2 separate regions of the Mus musculus genome follow, and region 1 is linked to region 2. Evidence: chromatin contacts called from public promoter capture Hi-C data. All regions are on one chromosome and are shown on one strand. Each heading gives the region's core, a stretch centred on a gene start, on an enhancer-like site or on the middle of the called end of the contact. The rest is flanking DNA. Distances are from core to core; before and after follow the strand shown.

What was found. Capture Hi-C pulls out chosen DNA fragments and counts their contacts.
Region 1: a contact with region 2 is called in a promoter capture Hi-C map of adipose tissue, with 2.2 times the contacts expected there. The contact joins the promoter of Gprin3 here to the promoter of Herc3 in region 2. A contact is called at or near these places in 3 of 484 Hi-C or Micro-C datasets (CD8 T cells and adipose-derived mesenchymal stem cells), 4 of 115 datasets of contacts at active chromatin or transcription factors (effector CD8 T cells, memory CD8 T cells, pancreatic cancer cells and 1 more) and 3 of 9 other capture datasets (adipose tissue, liver and pancreatic islet).

The regions. Positions count from the first base shown.
Region 1 is chr6:59,424,963-59,428,582 of GRCm38.p6, forward strand. Gprin3 (GPRIN family member 3) reads right to left here and starts at 1,344. Exons shown (of 2, transcript NM_183183.3): 1 at 1,198-1,344.
Region 2 is chr6:58,828,766-58,832,733 of GRCm38.p6, forward strand. It overlaps Herc3 (hect domain and RLD 3), which reads left to right and starts at 2,700. Exons shown (of 26, transcript NM_001361966.1): 1 at 2,700-3,167; 2 at 3,637-3,771.

The sequences.
Region 1 (3,620 bases), core at 94-2,593, 590 kb after region 2:
AAATAGGCTCATTCAGGAGAGGTATGCTCAAAGCATTATCAAGGTAAAATATGCAGAAGTGCCAACAAGAGCAAACAAAAGCCCACGCAAGAGCTGTGTAAATATTTCATGAAGCTAAGCCTTAATCACTCTCTCTCCAAATCTTTCTGGTGGTGTAAACACTTCAGTTTCTTCCAGTCCTGTCATGACCCAGATTCCATGAAAAAAATATAAATAAATAAAATGAAAACATGGACCTACGGATCTCGAACAAAACTGTTGTGAAAACGGAAGGAAGGCAGCAAACACCTTCAGAAAGGTGGTTCCCAGCTGGATGGCTAGCTAAAGCTCCTTTCTTTCCCAACCCCTCTAGGCTTTTGCCTTTCCCCCACCTACTCAGCTGCTCTCACATCATCCCAACCTTGAACTGCCTACATGCAACCAGTGACCTCGCTTAACACCCCTTCAAAAGCCCTTGAACTCTGATGTGCCTAGGCTGCCTTTCCTCCACCTCAATCTACTTTCCAGTGTCTAAGACTCCTCTTTCCACTTCCCTGTTGCTGTGTACTAGAAGAACATGTCAGGCCTTTGTCATAATGTACCCGGAGACAGGTTTACCACTTCTACTTGCTACCATGATTGAATGTGGTTCCAAAGTTCACCTCTAGACACTGAACATGCTCTACAATGACTTCCCTTTATCATCCTCAGTCGACCTTCCTCGTCTCTCCCTTCCGACCTCATGAAGAAATATACATGCAAATGTATTAATAAATACACACACATACACACATATAATCGAGCATATTGAATACGACTAAGTTTTTACCTTACAGCAAATAATCATAGGAAAATAATAAAGAAGGCAATCACACACACACACCCTTCTTCGAGTATTCGTTGTGTGCATATCTTACTGATTAGGATTTCTAGCTCAGAAGCAGCAAGCGGCTTCTCTTTTTTTTCTTTTTACCTTTGGGTCAGAGCTTAAGGGAGTAATAACCTTGCAGAGATATACATCACCTGCAGGGCGCACAGCCCCTCCTGAGGAGCAGGGTGGCAGCAGCGGCTGGGGACCATAAGCAACAGGCAAAAGATCCACGAACAAATGTGGGACCTAATTCCTCCTTCACCAGCACAGGGACATTGCCAGGCTCCGGTCTCCAAGGCTGGCCACTGGGCCAGGTGGCCGCGGGGGCGGCTCCTTTCCGGGCTTACCTGCTCCGGTGGGGTGTCCCCCGCTGGGCCGCTGTCTGCGCGGTGCTGGGCTTCTAGTCGATTCCCAGCCCTGGCTCTGCCACACTGCTGCTGGGTGACTTGAGCAGTCCCCTGCAGCCAGGAGCCAGCTCTGCGCGATCAGGAACTGAGATTACTATGCCAAGAGCTGAGGCGGCGCTGCAGCGGGGCGGAGACCAGCAGCTTCTACGCTGGGCGGTGAGCCAGCAAGGAGGTGGAGTTCACGTGCGGGCAGATCCACGCCAGCTAGGCGCGCCCCTCCGCTGTGACCAGGCCCCAGTGGCTGAGTCCCGCCTGCACCCAGACAGGCAGCAGCCTCCCTGCGAGCTCCTACCCAGCCAGCCCTCGAGGCCCACAGCTCAGGGAGCCTAGCGCCCTGGGGGAGCTTAGGGGACTGGCTGACTGTGCCTCTGGTGCAAGGGAACCAGTGACAGATGGAAAGTTAAGATGGAGATTAGGGAAAAGGGCTGGGGACCCAGAGAGACTCAGCAGGAAGTCTGGCCCTCACTCCCTCTAGCAATTCACTATTCACTCTGTCTCTGTATAGAGTAGGTGGCTCCTCACAAAGTCTTGTGCAATGATATGAAAGCAAGCAGACAACAGGCGTTTACTATGTTGTGAAATGGACAATGTATTAAGTATTTAGAGTTGTCACTGCAAAATGTTCCGGTCCCTCTCCTGCATTACTAACTCCAAGAGTGTAGATGGCTTTGGAGACAGCCCCTTTGAGCTGCTGCTGCAACACTGTGAAGTCTACTGAGCTGCTGTAGATGGTGCTAAACAACACCACAAGAACTATTATAACTGAGTATTTGTTTGCAAAAATTGCAGCTATAATTCACACAACTACTTATTAAGGGGGTGTTACTCCTTTTTTTTAGAAACTGCTTGAGAGTGGGGTAGTAAGCAGCCTGGCTGGCATTCAAACCTCTCAGAGATATCATCTTTCAGCTACAACTCAGGGCTTACCTAGGGATTCTGTTGAGATGATGTTTGTATCAGAGCCCAAGGATCAGAGTTTTTGTTTGTTTGTTTGCTTGCTTGTTTGTTTTTAACAGATTCCCACCCAGGTCGTGCTGAACAGTCTCAGTCCTTAGGCCAGGGAGTTTAAATATGTTTCTTTGGTGTTGGTTGTAGCTACTTCCTAAAGGTGGATTAAGACAGATTTTCAGAAGTTATATATTCTCTCTTTAGCAAAGAAGTGGGAAGCAGTTCTCAAGGTTCCCTTTGGTTGAAGGAAGAAAGAAATGAAAAGGTTGCCAGTAGCCCTAGGTCATCCCTGAAATAGCTTTCTCAGAGGAGCGGCTGGAGTGTAAGAGCTGTTTCCAGGTTCTTTGCCTCTTAACCAAAGAGCTCAAAGTAAGGGCTCATACTGATTTGTAAACAGAACAAGATGACTTTGTGTGGAAGGAAGTGGCAGTTTGGAGTCCTAGGGACTACAGCCCAGCAGACCACATGAGTGAGTGTACCTAAGTCTAATTAGTGTTTGAGACTCCCTATATTAGGTTCAATAGAAGAAAGATCTGGTAACAAGGGGCAGGACTTGGGTGTCTATTTGATTGATAAATAGGTTTTATGTTCAGTTCTTCTACACACTATCTTTTCTTATACTACATCTTATTTCAATCACATACACACTTAGTTACTACATAATCAACGTCTCTCCTGCCATGTAAGGTAAGACACAGTGACAGGTCGCTATGATCAAGGAGTACATATGGTTTTTATTCTGCCTTCTGGCTGCATGGAGTGAGTCCTGATGCTTCTGCTTAGCTTCTTTCCTCTGCTGGCATTTCAGACTGTTAGACAGTTCCTCCAACTTTAGCACTCACTAGAAAATCATTCAACAAATGAGTTGGCAAGGAATGCTCCCTATGCAGAGGACATATAGGGTTATGGTCAGTACAGGACACAAAAGATTTAGACACCAAGGTGATTTTTGGATGCTCTTGGAATTCTGTCTTCGTAACACAGACGTTCTCACACCTCTGTCCTCAATAGCACACAGACACAAGAGAAATGAAGCCATTGCAAATGCAAACAAATCAGTATGCTGGCAATCCAGTCAGAGAGAATAATGATAAACCAATATGCCAGACACAGTAATGAGCGTTACTGAATGCCTCTTAAACTTAAGCCATTTATAGACAGGAGCTCATGGTGTTGTGTGTAGGATGCAGAATTTATGAAAAATGAAAAACCCTGAAGGTTTTGGAGAGAAAGATCAGAGGTGACAGGTGATGACTTAGCCTCACCTTGTGGCACTCTTTGGAGAGTCTGTAGATCCTTTGAATCACAAGTCCTTACAGGCATTAAGGGTGACCCTGTTTACAATTGATCTCTGCTTCCTGCCTTGCTATTGTTGTGAACAGACTGACCACAAGCACTCTTATAAGAAAATATTT
Region 2 (3,968 bases), core at 1,450-3,949:
ATTTTTTAAAGAACATGGCCTTTTAAACCATGAGTCACAACCCCATGTGGAATCACATCACTGAATGTAAGGGTCACAAAAAATGTGTTAATTCTTGAATATGCCGTGACCAAATATTAAGTCAAAAGCACTCCCTGCCCCTAATTGCAGTTTTATATTTCATTGAAGTTTTGGTTTTGAACACACAGTAGCATGCTTTGCATTACAGAAATTGTTAAACCACTGAGCATACTGTTGTGCCTAATGCATCATCCACCAACACTGCCTTGAATAGCTCAGCTCAGGTTTGGGACTTTTGTGTATTGAACTACAATTTTTTTCCTGCACATCCAGTTTTCTGCTCTTATAGGAAAATAATGGTTTAATTACAGAGAAGAAAGACTTGATATCCACTTATTGACATTCCTGAACGAGTTTATATTAAATTAGTGAGTCTCGGGTTGGATTGTGGTAGAATGTTTAATTTAAGAAATTGAATTTCTGACTTGAGTTTCAGTTAAAAAAAAAATCATCCAATAAATTTTGATCTGAGCTCAGAACAATTTCTCATCATTTAAAAAATGACCTTAAACATACTTCAGTCATTATATATCATTCATATATATATGTGTGTGTGTATATATATATATGTATATATATATATAATATATATATATATATATATATATATATATATGCACAAAATGGCTGAAGTACAAAGTCAAATGGCTTTCTCAGCATTGATGCTTATAGAATCAAAGTGTCTAATTCTGAAAAACATTGATGTTGTTATCTGTCCTGGAGTGACAGGTATTTGAACAAGATTTAATTCCTCATGTAAAATAAATGAGCAATCAATCTAACTAGTATGTTAATTTTCTGTCCTCTTTAATAAATGGTGAAACTGTATGATAACAAAGAATCATTTTAAAGTTAAAATTGCTTATGATTTCAATGCCTATTTTATATGTTTATATGTAAAAATTTGGGAGGCAAAGAGAGACTACAAGTGGAGAAAGTTTACGAAACCTTGTCTTAGTTACCCCAAAACAGAGATTCTACTTCCTCATCTTCTTGGTTTCAGAGGTGTTTCAGTTATCACTGAAGATCCCCATGATGCCAACATCTCTGCCATATCCTCAGGATGTACATCAGGGCACTGCCATATCCTCAGGATACATCAGGGCACTGCCATATCCTCAGTATACATCAGGGCACTTCCTTATTCCTCAGGATACATTGGGGCACTGCCACATCCTCAGGATATTCATCAGGGCACTGCCATATCCTCAGAATATTCATCAGGGCACTGCCTTATTCCTCAGGATACACCAGGACAGTGCCATATCCTTATGATACATTGAGGCACTGCCATAAGCCTCAAGATACATCAGGGCACTGTCTTATTCCTTGGGATACATCAGGGCACTGCCTTACCCTGAGGACATATCAGGGCACTGTTGTATTTCTCAGGATATACCAGTCTCCTGCCCTATCCTCAGAATCTATCAGTCCTTGAGATTTCTTTTCTATTGGTTAATATGTTAGGTTTTCAAAGCCTGAAGACCTGATGAGATCTGAATTATTCTGGATATGTCAGATTATGAAATTTCTTCTACTTAGAGTCATTTTCCTTTTAAAATTTAATTAAAATAAAAATATAGCACTACCACTCCTTAAGCATCTCTCATGTGCTCCCCTTCAAATGAATGGTCTCTTTTGTTATTGTTACATATGGATAAGTCAGGATGTACTGAGGAGTCCCTTTAAGAGGTGCTTGTTTGTACATATTCTCAGGATTGTATATGCTGATATGGGCTCATGCCTTCACCTTAAACTAGTTTTTGGAGAATTTTGTACATTCTTTTGGGTTAAAGCCCCCATGTTCAGCGTTTCAAATTCAAGGCAGGCAGATACATCAGTTTACTGTTACCATATAGTTTTCTTGAAGATTATTTGAAGATGAGAGGAGCCGTAGCTGAGAGCATTTTTGGCCTTGGGAGAAGAAGAAAGCTTGAATATCCTCTTACAGGCCTGGGAAAGTGGAGCTGAAACTTCTATCCACTCTTCCCCACCCCCAGACCCCCGTCCCCCACGGGAGTTTTAGACCAAAGGTGGGGCTTTATGGTTTTAGAATTGGTGATTCTCACACTTTCTGTTTTCTTCAGTGTGCTCTCCTCTCTAGTCAAGCCTGACTCTGCACCACTGCGGGCCCGCAGTTCTTGGCCCCTGAGTGACAGGGATTTGGAACTACCCTCTGCTCTGGCAGCCACCTTACAGCTCACCATGCCAGTCCCAGTTCCCCCTCTCACCTCTGCATGAATAATAAGAACCTGAATTCAGAACCAAAAGGAACCAACCAAGCAACCAAGCAAGCAAGCAACAAACCCAATCGACCAAAACCCCCACACCATTGGGCATCGCTCCTTTGCATCCTCGCTGGCGAAAAGCAATTTTATTCCAGCAAAGGTTACTCCTGCATTCTCCCATTTTGGGTCCAGGGTCTTGCCATCTGTCTACCACACCTGGTTGTGGGTCCCTCAACCTCCAGTCACCTCCCAGCCGCCGATCCCACCGCCTCCCTGTCACCTCCCTCGCCCTAGGTCCCGCCCCCTCCAGGTTTCTTTCCCCGCCGGGAGTCCCGCTACCTCCCCGCCCCCTCCCGGTCACCTCCCCGGCCCCTCCCGCCCCGACGTCGCCCCGCCTTCTCCGCACCCGCCGCGCCCCGCCCCGCTGCCGCCGCCACCATTGGCCAGGCGGGAAGTCGGTCTCCCAGCTCATTCTGCGCCCGCGGGAGTGCGGGGGAAACTTCATTATTACTGTGACGCTGAAGGCCGGGGAGGCCCGAGCTGCCTGAGGGCTGCGACCGCGGGGTCGGCGCTGCGGACCCGGGTGCAGGTGCGGGCGGGGCGGGGATCTCAGGGCACCGAGCCCGCCGCACCCGCGGAGGAGGGGGCTGGGCTGTCCGCAGCTCCCTGTCGCCGAGGCGCCTCCCGGCTCTGCTTAGCCGCTTAGCCGCGGGCGGCGGGTGACCTCCCTGCGTGAAGAGCATCGCGGCGCCGCGGCAGGGGAATTCGCGTTGCGGCTGGCCGCGGGCTCCTCCCACCCAGCTGGCGGGCGGGGCTCGGGGACCTGGTGTCTGGTGCAGACGCCGCTGCGGCCGAGCCGACGGCTGGACCCTGGAGCAGGTGTGTGGACTGAAGGGCTGGACCTGGGGAGACTCGCTCGTGCTGCTGCCGGGAGCGTGTGCAGCTCGGGGCCCCAGGGGAGGAATGCTTGAACTTTGCTGTTCCTGGCTGTTTTCTTTTAGAGTTCACACCTGCCCCACTAGGAAGTGCCTTAAATTTTACCTAAGGCGTCGAAGGTTTTACTGGGATTTGTCTCATCCGGGGTGCTTTGGGGGAGGACGATTCAAGTGATATCTTCCATTTTTTATGTGCCTTCTGTCTCTTTCCACAAATAGGAAGCTATTTCTAGAACCTTTCATTTGATAATTTGATAAAGTGAACTGATTTTTAGCTTTAGATTGGAAAGACAGGAAAGAGAAGTAAAAAGGATTAGCATTTTAAAATGCAGCCAGAGCGATGTGGTACTTTCAGAGGCAAATGACAGTGTCTCTTCTTCTTTTTTTTATTCCTTTCCACGGATATAAATCAGAAAAACAAAATCGGTGGCTTACTCCAGTTTTGACCCCATCTGAGAAGTTAAACTGCAGGAATCAAATTAGATGCAAAACTCCTTTGTCGTGAAAAATAGAAGCATGGTTCACTGTTAGCCAGTTGGACTTGTTCAGTAAGTAGTGGGGTTTCATTGTGTTAAAAAAAGAACCAGGAGTCCAAAAATGTTCTAAACTGTGTTGTAGAAGTCATTGGGTATTGCATTTCATGTTGCGGGACAAACTTGAATCTCTTAAGATCTGTATAACCACTTAAAACCGTCTGTGTAAGTAATGAAAGGAGCGCCCCAGCTGGAGACAAACAACCTTGCAC